3 separate regions of the Mus musculus genome follow, and all the other regions are linked to region 1. Evidence: chromatin contacts called from public Hi-C and HiChIP or PLAC-seq data. All regions are on one chromosome and are shown on one strand. The core of a region is the stretch at or near the end of the contact, and the rest is flanking DNA. Distances in the headings are between cores, read along the strand shown.

Region 1 (4,349 bases), core at 918-3,417:
TCTGCCATCAGTCTGCACTGGGACTCATGTAGGATTGGGAGAGGTGTAGCAGAGGGTTGTTGGGGGTCCTTTCACCAATATTGCTCTGGCTGTTTGCTTTTTCCCCAATTTCTTTTTTCTTTCTATTGGTTGTGTCCCCTTGGTAAGCTAGACAGCATGCTGGCTCTGAAGAAACATTCTGTATCCCACAACTCAATGAAATGGACACGGGGATCCAGCCACACTGTGCAGGTTGCAAAGAGCACCGAACTACCCCTCAAAGTGTATCATCCATGTAAGCGAGACTCACCTCAATGTCCTATGAGTCTCTTCTCCTGCTTCTGCTACTAAGAGGCTTGGCTTCCTCAGAAGGCCTCTCTGCGTATACAGGGCCTTTCCTTCCATCCCAGCTTTACCCTGTCATGATCCGAAGACTGAGGAGAGAAGTAAAACTGGCCCTGGGTAAAACCAAACCAAACCAAACCAAGGGAATATAAGCTTGGTTAGCACTGCAGAAAGTGTGTTCTTTGCACATCTATTCTCCTGTTTATTTGGCTTTCTGTGTTTTATTTAATGAGCACACATTTATTTTCAGGATATGCCAATGCAGCTTCTGACTTGACGCATATACAGTGTTTTCAATTTCACTGATGCTCAGGTTAGAATTTTCAATTAAACTTACACACATCTAGTACATCTTTTTTTCCCTTTATTTTCACTCATGTACTCTGGGGGAAAAAAAAAAACCAGTACTTTCAAAATTAAAGTTAACACGGGGCTGTAAACTTTGAGAGAAGCAATTATTTTGAATTATATTAGTAACCACACAGTTTGTCTTTTACAAGGCGGTGTGAATGATAGCAAGCTTTAACTAAATTCTATCATGATCTGAAGGCAGAGGCAAACTAACAATTAGCATATAAAACCCCGTGGAACAAAAGGAGCCTACTGTCAATCAAACAACCCCTGCAGGAGGCAATCAAAGATTTTATTGGGGTAAAATAACTGATAACCAGAATGCAGGAAGGCGACCCAACAAACATAGTTATAAAATTACCCTCCCCCAACACACACCCAAAAACCCCCAAAACCAAAAAAACCCTCCCCCAACACACATCCAAAAAAAAAAAAAAAAAAAAAAAAAAAGAAAGAAAAAAAAAAGAAAAAGAAACAAACACATCTCTACTCAATTTCTTAGGGAAGGTTCTGATTCCTAGCCTCTTGTTGCCTCATGTGTGGCCCTCACTAACATGAGGCTCTCCCCTGTGAATACTGAAGAAAGAAGAGGAGTGTCAGGGACACAGGGGCTCTTCCCTCGGACCATTGCGTGCGGCACCCTTCCCAGCGTGATCAACAAATAAAATGAAAATACTTTGCTTCCTTGCTACAAGATGCCATATTGCTGGAATATTTAGAAATATAAAAAGGTGGGACTTTAAACTTTCAGCTTTTGGTTAGAAATTATTAGTGCGTCACATATTGCCCTCCGGTGAGCCCTGGGAAACCCCGTTGCCCGGCCCTTCCTGGTAATCCAACCCAATGAGCTTCTTAAAGCTCATTTTGGAAGACATAGTCCTTATTGTTAGCAAATCGCACATGAATCGGGATCAAATTATTGGTTCGGCAGACCAGTAAGGGTACACTGGTCACCCTTGGCCTCTTGTCACTGGGGCACCCAGATTACCACTGCAAAAGGATAGTCCATGGCTCTCACAGTCTGTGCAACAGTGAGGCAGCCTGAATTTCCCTCACAGGAGGGGCTAAGCAGGGAGAGCTATGGGCAGGGCTGCGCCGCACCGCAATGCCGGATGTTCCCCATGCGCCTTCAGTGGACCCGGCTACGTTCCTAACATTGAGCATTTTTTGCTGCTGCAGCCTGGTTCTAGGTGGAACACCGTCACCCTGCAGACATAGTGGGACATTCATTTTTGTCATATCATTATTGCTTGGACACCCTCACTCTGAAGACCCGGCAGGGCGTCCTTAGGCTGTGGATCGTCACCCTGTGTGACAGCATGGATTATCCAGGTAGATGCTATACCACTGGGGCCGTGCGCCAGTCACCATTGGGGTACCCACGTTCTCTCTCTCCCCGTGCCCCTAAACCAAGGACCAAGAGTCATTCTTACCCGCTAGATGGCACCACAGAATGCATTCTTAAAGTGCATTCTGTCGCATTGCCACGCCTGCGCACTGAGATCCGCTGACTGCCTTGCTGCCATGGCCGCGGTGTACCGAGTATTTGTGTGGATAGCCTTCCCTGCCAACTCAGTGGAGCACCCTTAGGCTGCAAGTCTCCATCCAGTGTGGCTGCGCACCGATACCCTAAGGGTTGCTACCTCAGTAGAACCATTCTGATCAACTGTGGGGCCTCATTGTGTGGGCTGCCGGCCTCGTGGACTGGCGTTCCTACCCGGTAGAGGGCGCCGCAGAATGTGTCTCCACCGAGCAGATTGCCGCATTGCCGCACCTGCGCACTGAAGTCTGAGCGGACTCGCCCAGCAGACTGCGTCACAGCTGCCTGCATTCCAGATCTCGACAGACGTCTCTAAAGACTGCAGACTGCGGCACGGCTGGAAGCTGAGCGAACCCCTTTACTACAGCTCTGTGACCACGAACCGAAGAGGACCCGGTGGCTTGTTAGCCCATCTTATTGAGATTTTAGGCCTTGTGTGATAGCTCATCCAAGCGCTGGTGCTATGTAGACGATCATTGCCGCGGCTCTCCGGCCAGCTTCGGCTCTCCGGGAAGATCCGCGGCCTTTACTCTGAAAATGGTTGGATAGAAGACCTGCGACACTGCCGCGGAGCCGGGAGTTTTTCACTTGTGGTGGTGACCGAGGAATGGGCAAAAGGAGGCACAGAAAAAGCCCAGATATCTGTGTCGGTGCAGTTCGTGCGAGGATACCTTCGAGCGTTGAGATACCTTCGAGCACAGAACCCTGCAGCTTGCGATGCAACGGAGAGCTTGGCCGATCTTTTTACCCTGGAGACGCTAGCACAGAGGCTCGCCATCACCCTGTGGATAGGCGCATTGTGGTTGTAGCACAATGATGAGCCATGGAGGTCTCCACGCTTGGCTGGGACTTGGGCGTATGCCGTTACCCAGCCAACGCCTGTACAGCTCTTTGTTATCTTAATCCTGGGGAATTACATATATTTGTGGCTGCACTTCAGTGACTGAACGGATGTTCTTACCTTGGGGATAGAGGCACAGTGGAGCTGCGCACGGATACCCAACGAAGCAACCTTAGAGGGTGGATCACTTGAATGGTTTTGGTGGCGCACTAAGGTTCTGCATGATATTTTTTTTCCCCGCGGATGGTGGCGCAGCAGAGCTGTGCACAGATAACCTCAGAGTGCCTCACCCTATATGGCTGCTGCTTGCGCACTAAGGAATCAAATGGATATCCTTATTTTGGATGATGGTTTAACAGAGTCTGAACTACTTGGCGGATGCCTGCATTGTGGTGGCTGAGCACCAAGTGCCCGAGTGGATTTTAACCTGAGATGTTGGTATAGCAGAAACCCGTATTTGTGGATAAGTGCATCTTGACAGCTGCGTTTGAAAAGCCTAAGAGGATCTTATCCCGAGGATGGTGTTTCTGAGCATCCTTACCCTGAGTGTAACTACATTGTGACTGCTGCACACTAAAAATTTGGGCTTCTTTGATTTATTTATTTATTTATTTATTTTGCCCTAAGGATAAGGGCATTGTGAAACGTCCTTCCTTCCTTTGTGTGGTGGCTGTGTACTAAGGATCAGAGAAGATTTTATTCCGGGAATGGAGGTGGAGTATTTAGACCCCGCAGGCCACTCTGTGGCCATAGCTGCATACAAAGGTTGGGTATGGTAAGAGCGATCATCTTTACCATGTGGATATATACATTGCAGCATCTGGGCATTAAGGATCCAGGCTGATGTTATTTTGGAGCTGGTGGCACAGTGAGAAGCGTCCTTTTACTGTTCCATTGTGTTGGCTGTATACTAAGAATCTAGGCAGATACCCTTATCTTGGGGACGAAGGCACAATGGAGCGCCCTTGCCCAGATGGTAGCCTCATTGTTGTGGCTGCACATTAAGATCTGGAATTGTTAAGGCTGCGCCCATCACGGCTGCATCTGTTTCCCCAGGATCTGGGCGGGTCATTTTGCTCTGTGTGTAGGCAGAGGCACAGCTGGAAGCTGGATGGCCGACCTCAGCTTTGTGCAGCACTGTGTCACCTTGGAGCCCTGCTCACCCACTGGATTTCTCTTATTCTGTGAATAGTTGCATTCTTGGGTCCATACTCTACAGACTAAGAACGTGGGTGGGATTTCAAACCTGCCAACCTGTGTCACAGATGTATTTGTTTGTTCGGATCAGGGCAC
Region 2 (4,349 bases), core at 1,021-3,520, 230 kb before region 1:
CTGGGAACTGAATTGTGCTCTCCGTAAGCGTGTAGGAGTTTCTCACCACAAGCTGCTTCTCCAGGCCCCAGGAATTCAGCTGAACACTTTCAGACCTCACAGACCCTGGCTGAATAGTTTCAAGTGCATTTCCTCGGAAAAGGGGGCATTTCTTTCCCTTTTAAAAAAATTTAAGGGCTGGTGAGATGGCTCAGTGGGTAAGAGCACCCAATAGCTCTTCCGAAGGTCTGGAGTTCAAATCCCAGCAACCACATGGTGGCTCACAACCATCCATAATGAAATCTGACTCCCTCTTCTGGAGTGTCTGAAGACAGCGACAGTGTACTTACATATAATAAATAAATAAAAATAAAATCTTAAGAAAAAAAATTTTTAAAGATTAAAAAATTTTTGTAGTTTTTTTTTTTCCCCTTCATTCTTTCTTTTAGTCTTTCAATCCTAGCTTCATGCTGCTCACAAGTTGGGGCACTGATCTTTATTCTGAAGATTTGGATGTGGACCTGTAGGTCTATAACTAAAGGACAAAATATAGTTTCTTTAAAAAATTAGGGCTGGAAAGCCAGATATGATGCTGGGCTCCCATACTCAGAGCGAGGCTTAGGAATGGAAGGCCAGGCTTAGCTACATAGTATATTTGAGGCTAGCCTGGACTACATGAGATCCTGTCTTGAAAAAACAAAACAAAACAAAACAAAACAACCAAGATGGAGAAGGTAGCCCACTTGTAGAGTTCCTGCCTAGCACCGTGGGAGGACCTGGGTCCCTTATATAGGACCCCCACCCCAAAATGTATAGAATATTCTATAGTCAACTGGAAGAAAGTGCTTACCATTGACTTGTAAAGGTTTCTTAGTAGTGGTGGCCTCTACTTTTTCTTCTCTCTGAACTTGGTAATATTACTTACCATTAAATTGATCAAAACAGGCCTGAGGTGTGGCTTGCTGGTAGAACACCTGGTTCTCATCTCTGTCACTGGCATTCGATGGTGGGGACTGACATGACGCATGGTCCAGAGCCAGGCTGTGGTGGTGCACGCCTGCAATCCCAGCACTTGGGAGGCAGAGGCAGGTGGGTCTCTGAATTTGAGGCCAGCCTGGTCTACAGAGGGAGTTCCAGGTCAGCCAGAGATAAACTGAGAAACCTTGTCTGGAAAAAGAGAAAAAGGAAAAGGAAAGAGGGGCTGGTAAGATGGCTCAGCAGTTAAGAGCACTGACTGCTCTTCCAAAGGTCCCTAGTTCAAATCCCAGCAACCACATGGTGGCTCACAACCATTCATAACGAGATCTGACACCCTCTTCTGGTGTGTCTGAAGACAACTACAGTGTACTTACATATAATAAATAAATAAACCTTAAAAAAAAAAGGAAAGAAAAAGGAAAGAAAAGAAAAAGTCCAAATATCTACCAGCGCTCCTCAGCCTCAGGCAGGGCTTTACAACTCCCCAGTGGGAACATTTGAGGGTTGGAGCGAGTACTCTTTTTTTTTTTTTTTAAAGGGACAGAGACTTGTCACCCAGCGATTGAATCCCTGCTGAGTTAAGGTGGCAACTGAGTTGGCCTCTTACAGAGCCCCTGCCTGTCACCGTGAACTCTTTTTTCAGCGGCCTGAGTTTAAGGAGTGTCTGGGAAAACAGGACAGACTGAAGTCATGGTTATTTTACAGATCTGTTTGTTTATGTGACAGGGTGCTACTGTGTAGTCCTGGCTGACCTGGAGCTTGAGATAGAGACTAGGCTGGCCTTGAATTTTTAACAATCCCATCTTCCTGCCTTTGTCTCTAAGTGCTGGGTTTATGTATGGGTGTGTACCACCGTGCCCGGCTATTTTTTTAAAAAAAAAAGGTTTATTTATTTATGTCGTGAACCTCCGTGTGGCTACTGGGAATTGAGTTCAGGACCTCTGGAAGAACAGCCAGTGTTCCTAATTGCTGAACCATCTCTTTAGCCCCTAAATTTTTATTTGTGAGTATGTATGTATCCACTCACATGTTTGAGGGTATCTTTGGAGGTTAGAAGAGAGCATTAGGGTAGTTGTAAGGCGGTGGAATTAAACTCTAATCCTCTGTGAGAGCAGTAACCACTTTTAACCGCTCAGCCATCTTTCCTGCCCCCTCAGTTGCCTTTAGGGAAAAATACAGAGACTGGGAGAAAGTTTGGCAGCTGACTGTAAGAAGAACCAGTTCTGAGACCCCTTCCTGTTCGTAGATTGTCCTCCGGGAGCCTGTCTCTTTGGTTGACATCCGGGTGTCAGACTTTAGCTGTTGAACAGTGCCATCTTTCTATGAAGCTGCCCAGTGCCTGTGCTAGCTGAACTTTGCCTGTGGTCTGCAGATTCTGGATCCTTGCAGGACGTTCCATAGGTGGCGCTGTTGCACTTACTTATTATTTTTAAAGCTTTTTTTTTTTTTTTTTTTTTTTTTCCGGCTTCTACAAGAGGACCCAAAACCAGGCTCCTTGAATACGATTTCTTCATTTGATCCCCAGTACATACCCGGAAAAAGCCTTCTGGATATATGTGTTTTTCTCTGGTCAGCTCAGAGCGAGGGTTGCAGATTTGCTATCAGAGCAGCAGTGAAACTGGACTTTCTCTTGAGTATTAGGTAATGGTTAGCCATGATGTCACAGCTCTGCAGCGCCTTGCAGATGAGAAGAAGGCTGCCTGCCAGGTCTTAAATCTCCACTCCTGTGCTTATTAGCAAGCACCATCTAGGGTCTGGAGGAGATCCTGGCTTCCGGATCAGCTGAGGTGGTTGCGTGAAGGTGTGAAGATTCATCTATATGCATTTGGTGTGTTACTGACCTTTACGTGATACTGTGTGTTTCAAGTCAGCTCTGGCCACCCATCCTCAATAAGGCAGTCGAACCAAATTAAAGGTGGGAAGCAGGAAAAAGAAGATTTATTCCACGTGACCACATTGGGAAGAGGGATGAGAGTCTTGTTGTGTAGCCCAGGCTGGCCTCGAACTTGGTCCTGTCTTCTCTTCCACCCCTATTACTGAGATTGCAGGCATGCACCTCACGCTGGGTGTTGGATCCATCATTCTATGTTTGATTTCTAAGGAGTCAGAATAGGGAGAAATAGCTTTGTGAAGAAAGATCCACTTAAGAAGTAAGAGAAGGGGCTGGAAAAATGGCTCAGTGGTTAAGAGCACTGACTGCTCTTCCAGAGGTTCTGAGTTCAATTCCCAGCAACCACATGGTGGCTCACGACCATCTGTAATGGGATCTGATACCCTCTTCTGGTGTATCTGAAGACAGCTATAGTATACTCATATACATAAATAAGTATTTAAAAATGTTTAAAAAAAAAGAAGTAAGAGATGAGTGAGGCCTGGTGTGCAGATTTGTAATCTTGGGGTTTATAATCTTAGTTATGGAGGAGGCTAAGGTAGGAGGCTGGCAAGTTCAAACTTCAAGGGCTGCCTGGTAACTGAGCAAGACAAAACTTGGTCTTAAAAATAAAATTAAAGGATGGAGACCTTCACTTGCTCTCTCAGGTCCGTCTTACTTTCTTCTGGGTGTCTTTTTTTTTTTCTTTTTTCTTTTTGGTTTTTAGACAGGGTTTCTCCGTGCAGTCCTGGCTGTCCTGGAACTCACTCTGTAGACCAGGCTGGTCTTGAACTCAGAAATCCACCTGCTTCTGCCTCCCAAGTGCTGGGATTACAGGAGTGCGCCACCACTGCCTGGCACTTTCTGGGTGTCTTTTTCTTTACCCTTGTACTTAAAATGTCTTCTAGCTTGATATGATGGCGTATGCTTTTAATCCCAGCACCTGAAAGGCAGCAGTAGGGGGATTTCTGTGACCTCTGATCTCTCTTTCTGTGTGTGTGTGTGTGTGTGTGTGTGTGTGTGTGTGTGTGTATGTATGTATGTGTGTATACTGTGTGCATGCAAGTGCTCTCAGAGGCCAGAAGATCCCCTAGAGCTGGAGTTACAGGCAGGTGTAAGCTGCATAGAGTGGGTGCCAGGACCTGAATCTTGGTCTTCTGCAAGAGCAATACTCCTAACTGCTGAGCCGTTTTTCTAGCTTCCACTGTCCACTTTGAGACAGGGTCACGGCTTATCCATTTTGGTCTCAAACTTACTATGTAGCCAAGGATGTCCTTGATCTCCTGATCGTCTCTTCTGAGTGCTGGAATTTCTGACATACGTCACCATGCCCAGTTTATGTAGTGCTAGGAATTGACCCCAGGGCCTTATGCATACTAGGGAAATACTCTACCAACTGTGCTACAGCTTCAGTATAAACCACCTCTAAACATCACTTCCTTAGCTTTGATAAGTGCCCTGTAATTCATAAGTCAGTCTCTCTCTCTGTGTCTCTTTCTGCCTCTGTCTCTCTCTCTCTCAC
Region 3 (4,349 bases), core at 927-3,426, 140 kb after region 1:
GCAGAACCAGAGCCAAAGAAGACAGAGGGCACTGATGGAGAATTCACTGCTTCCTTGCCATTCTGTAAGGAGTTTGCCATACAGTGAAAGATGGCAGACCTTGGCATGGTGGGGTCAGGGGTCCTACCTCAGGGGTAGTCTCTGTTTCCTAGTACCTTGCAAGGCAGACCCTCCAAGAACATCTGAGGAAAGCATAGCCTGCCTCTTAACCAAAAGCCACCATCCCATTCCTGGACACAGTCCAGCCAGCTTCCTCTAGGCAACCGTGCTGTTCGCAGCCTAATGACTCTCAATCTCCTTTGGGTGCCAGCTCAGTTAACAGAAGTCGTTCTGTGCAGCCACCACATACGCGCTAAAGATCATCAAGTGTAATGTTTCCAACAAAGTCCACGGGAAGTCCTTTCTCTTCCTGACTAATTTCCTCACCGAGCATTCCTGTTTGGTTGCATGGTACTCTGCAGCCTTCTCAAGCTGCGTCCGTGTACCCACATCGTCCCTCTGCCTAGGCTTTCTCTGAGGGATCAGTAACTAGCTGTGCACGGCTGGACCAGAGCCCTGCCTCCTAGGAAAGCAGCTACTCATGTGTCACTCTTACATGGTGTCTGGAGCAGGGGCAGGGGCATCTGTGGGCTCCCTGATCTCCTGAGTTCCTGCTGAAAGCAGACCCGTTTATGTGAGAAGAGGAGGAGTCAGGGAGATGCAGTTGTTTCAGTTTGAGTAAGGTCAAGTTCAGATGCCGCCGTGTGGGGTTCCCTGGCCATGGCATGCTTCTGCGCACACAGGGTTCCGGTCACATCTCTCATCAGAATTGATCCCATTCCCGTACAAGTTCCTCTACGATCCAAGAGACCAGGCTCTGGGGAGGCACCAGACAAGTGTCCAGAGTATCACCAGCTAGCTGGGGCTAAGTCCATGGGCGTTTTGCATTTTCTCTACCACGATTTTCCCTGGAAGTCCCTCATGGAGGCCTGTGGGCAGAGAGCTGTGAATTGTCTCCCAGCATGATCTCTTTCAAACTCAGTTTTGTGGGATGGCTCTGGGCATGGGATGAAGCCTTCATAAGAAAGATAGGTGGGAAGAGAGAGTCCATAGCTGTCCAGCCGGCTGGCTGGACTGATGTACAGCTGAGCAGATAGATGGACAGTTGGGTAAACAGAGTCAAAAGAGTCACCATGCCGTGACTAGTGAAAGTGTAGATGGTAGTGTGCCCTTGCAAACCAGTAAGTGATTGGGTCAGCCAGTTCACTGACATAGCAAAGAATCCTCCTAAAACCAGTGACTTACACAACCCAGGCTTGTCAGACGTGTTGTGCATCGCTCTTTCTTGTGGTGAAGGGTGACTCAGTTTATTCTAGGACAACGATGATACGGAACTGCAAAAAAGCCCTTGGGAGCTCCTGTCTCTCTGAGGGACACTGATTTGGGACTAGTTATGAAGAGTCAAAGTGCTGGGTCAGGAGGTGGGGTTGTAGTGGTGACTGGCTTAGTCACCTGAGTAGCCAAGGTGGCCACTACAGAACTGGACAGTGACTGAGGTCATGTGTGGAAGAGGACAGAGTGCCTTCCTAGCATGTGTGAGGCCCTGGGTTCAACCCCCAGCACCATAGTTAACCATCATCATCATCGTTGTCGTCATCATCATCATCATCATCATCGTCATCGATAGTAATCACCACTGAGATGGACACTCAGCACCAGTTATGTCCAATTTTGGACATCACAACACAACACTGTCATCTTCAAAGTTCAAAAACAATTAAAAAGCCCCTCTTAAGTAAGTTTGTGATCTCTTTCAAGCCATTATCACGGCTGTGAGTGGTACACACATATACAGCCTGGGAGTCATCAGTCAAACGCCACTGCTGGCTTAAGCCTCAGGGGTCTGCTTCACTCTCAATCCTCTGGCTTCATTTGCTATGCGTAGCTGATGAGAGTGCAGGTACCAGGTCATTTGAGTGACGGCTTGATTTCCAAAGAGGATGGGCAAAGGCCTCCCGTGTCATTGGGGTCTGGTGTGCCTAGCAGGAAAGAGCAGAAAGGTTCAAGGAGGACCAGGAAAATGAGAGCACCAGGCCATCTTCTGGACAAGGTCCCAGAACCTCCAGGATAGTGGACATTGGTGCCAAGCCAGAGCGAAGCAAGCTGGAACAGCAGATGGCTGAGGTATGTCTCAACAGGATGACCCAGAAAAGCCTCCTCACCCCCTGGCCTGTTTTTGCTCTTTGGAAGGAGCCTGCTGGTTCTGCCTCAGGGACTGTGAGATTTATCAAAGCATAGGCCACAGGGCATGTCGCTTAGCTCCAGAAATGACCATCCTCATGGTATCCCCCCTGATGATACTTATTGAATAGACACATGCTGGGATGTAACCCAGAACACACGCTTGACCCACCAGATAATTGTAAGCAAAACCCATCCATGGCAAAGAGTCATCCTGTACCCCCTGATGTCTCAGGAAGTCCTGTTGTTGTGTTAGGGAACACAATGCAGCCCTGAAGCAGAAGAGGGGAGCTGTAGCTCTAACATCTGCGGCACGGCTCAGAATGCAGCGACACGCTCCAGGGGAAAGCTGTGTGGTCCAGATTCCAAAAGGCCACCTAGCACCACCGTGTGACTTAGGCTGGGGGCCCAGCTGCCGTGACGCTGAAACAGGGGGCCTCGGGTTACCCACCGTGAACTGACCATTGCAGAAGCCTTCAGGACATTATCACTCAACTCCTGATATCTGCAGGACACTGTGTACCGAACGGATCTGCCTCTGGGCTTGCCCGCACAGCCTGTCTAGACAGTAAACCCGCAGTGGGGCTTTGGCTTTTGAAGTGACATCACCCAGCATCAGGAAAGCCGCCAGGGGAAGCTGCCAAGGCGAAACAGAGAGGAAACAATGCTCTCAGATTCGAGCATGAGGTACACAGCTCAGGAGCATTTTTAAGCACTGTGATCCATTCAAGTATACAGGCTTCTATTTCAGGGTCTGGGAAATAAACATATATATATATGCATATTTACATAGAGAGCAGTATCTATATATTTGTCCGCTATATATAGGAAGTGATCCAACTTGAGCTCTGTGCACACAGAGATTTTTTTGAATATATATTTATATATAATAACAGATCTATGCATATTCCTGAGAGCCTACCCTGGTTCACATTATAAAATGATGGACTGTATTCTGGATTGTTTATGGCCACTATTAGCCCCTTTACACATTCATTCATTCTCTTTCTCCCTCCCTCCCTCCCTCCCTCCCTCCCTCCCTCCCTCCCTCCCTCGCACTCTCTCTCGCTCTCAGGGGGGAGGGAAAAGCTCTCTCATGCATATATATGTTTTACTGGCCTTCTGTAAGAAGCATTGTGCACTTCAGTGTGAGGAGCAGTGAATGATGCTTTCTTTGCCAGGTGCTTGGAAACTTGTGAAGGAACTGAACAAAGTATCAGTCCCCTTGGATGAGCATGCATGGACCTGCAAGACCACCAGCTAGCTATAGCTGCTGGCTCTCTTGGGCTCTGCAGGCTCAGTGGTTGGGTTGTAAACCATCACCCACCACATTCCTTATCTCCTGCTCCCCTGCACTGTTTTGCTACTCGAAGTCTTATAAGACAGCGATTCAGAGTGAGTATCATCCAGGAGAGACAGTCGTACCCTTGGGTATGGTCTGGGTAAGGGGCCAGAAACCATTCACCAGTCTCAAGTCCAGGTTCCTGGGATCCCAGGGCCCTGCTCACTGGTGCAGGACACACATTGTCCCGGGAGAGGTCTAATGTAGTCCTGTCATCTCCAACCACTCCTCTGGGAGGTAGGTGTTCCATCTTTCCTTTGAACCCAAGACAGGGTTGGCTCTTCCTTCCCATCTTCCTGTGTCCTGCCAATCCCTGGCTTTGCACTTTCCGTCCCCCTCAATTCTTTCTGCATGTCAGGGTCCCATGAGGCTAGAAGCCACACACCCAGATCTGGCTCACAGCTTCCTTGTGATAAACACCATTGAACAAGTGACTCCAAAAAAAGCATATTCTGATTGACCCGCACAGATAGCTTCCAGAGCTTGCTAATGTCTTGGGGTGATAAAGAGAACTATTGATCTGAGGTGACATTGATTGACCAGGCCACCCAGATGACTGGACTCCTTGCTGCTCCAGGATGCTCACTCTGTCTCTCACACTGTATCCAATAGACACAGCACTGTAGCAGCATCAAAGACTGATGGGAAATAGGAAGGTGCTTCCTGGGGTGCAGTTTATTGCTCACCTGTGAGACCATTTGCTGCTGTGGTCATTGGGCAGCTTCCGATATGGCTAGAATAGTGTTTGCTGACACCGACTAACAGGGGCTCAGCAAAAAACTTACAT

What was found. Hi-C and Micro-C count contacts between places; a contact is called where the count stands out from the background. HiChIP or PLAC-seq counts read pairs in DNA pulled down with a chosen protein or histone mark.
Region 2: a contact with region 1 is called in an H3K27ac HiChIP or PLAC-seq map of neural progenitor cells, with 10 times the contacts expected there. The contact joins the enhancer-like site here to the promoter of Peg13 in region 1. A contact is called at or near these places in 6 of 39 promoter capture datasets (the 3T3-L1 cell line, cranial neural crest, neutrophils and 2 more), 1 of 15 datasets of contacts at CTCF or cohesin (the NIH/3T3 cell line), 9 of 484 Hi-C or Micro-C datasets (B cells, CD4 T cells, the N1E-115 cell line and 5 more), 19 of 115 datasets of contacts at active chromatin or transcription factors (the NIH/3T3 cell line, T-cell acute lymphoblastic leukemia, VIP interneurons and 13 more) and 3 of 9 other capture datasets (liver, macrophages and pancreatic islet).
Region 3: a Hi-C map of cerebellar granule neurons shows a contact between it and region 1, with 2.4 times the contacts expected there. The contact joins the enhancer-like site here to the promoter of Peg13 in region 1. A contact is called at or near these places in 2 of 484 Hi-C or Micro-C datasets (the N1E-115 cell line and cerebellar granule neurons) and 4 of 115 datasets of contacts at active chromatin or transcription factors (T-cell acute lymphoblastic leukemia, bone marrow-derived macrophages, craniofacial prominence and 1 more).

Annotation. Positions count from the first base shown.
Region 1 is chr15:72,808,142-72,812,490 of GRCm38.p6, reverse strand. Peg13 (paternally expressed 13) reads left to right here and starts at 2,167. Exons shown (of 1, transcript NR_002864.2): 1 at 2,167-4,349. The region is part of intron 16 of Trappc9 (trafficking protein particle complex 9); the gene reads left to right.
Region 2 is chr15:73,042,707-73,047,055 of GRCm38.p6, reverse strand. All of the region lies in intron 4 of Trappc9 (trafficking protein particle complex 9), which reads left to right. Among named protein-coding and RNA genes, the nearest start is that of Trappc9, 16 kb to the left of the region's middle. Within about 2 kb of position 2,270, at least 24 of the 459 cell types and tissues checked have an H3K27ac peak or open chromatin away from gene starts, as enhancers often do. A contact at or near this core is called in neural progenitor cells, where this site is marked.
Region 3 is chr15:72,666,893-72,671,241 of GRCm38.p6, reverse strand. The region is part of intron 20 of Trappc9 (trafficking protein particle complex 9); the gene reads left to right. Among named protein-coding and RNA genes, the nearest start is that of Kcnk9, 120 kb to the right of the region's middle. Within about 2 kb of position 2,176, at least 5 of the 459 cell types and tissues checked have an H3K27ac peak or open chromatin away from gene starts, as enhancers often do. A contact at or near this core is called in cerebellar granule neurons, where this site is marked.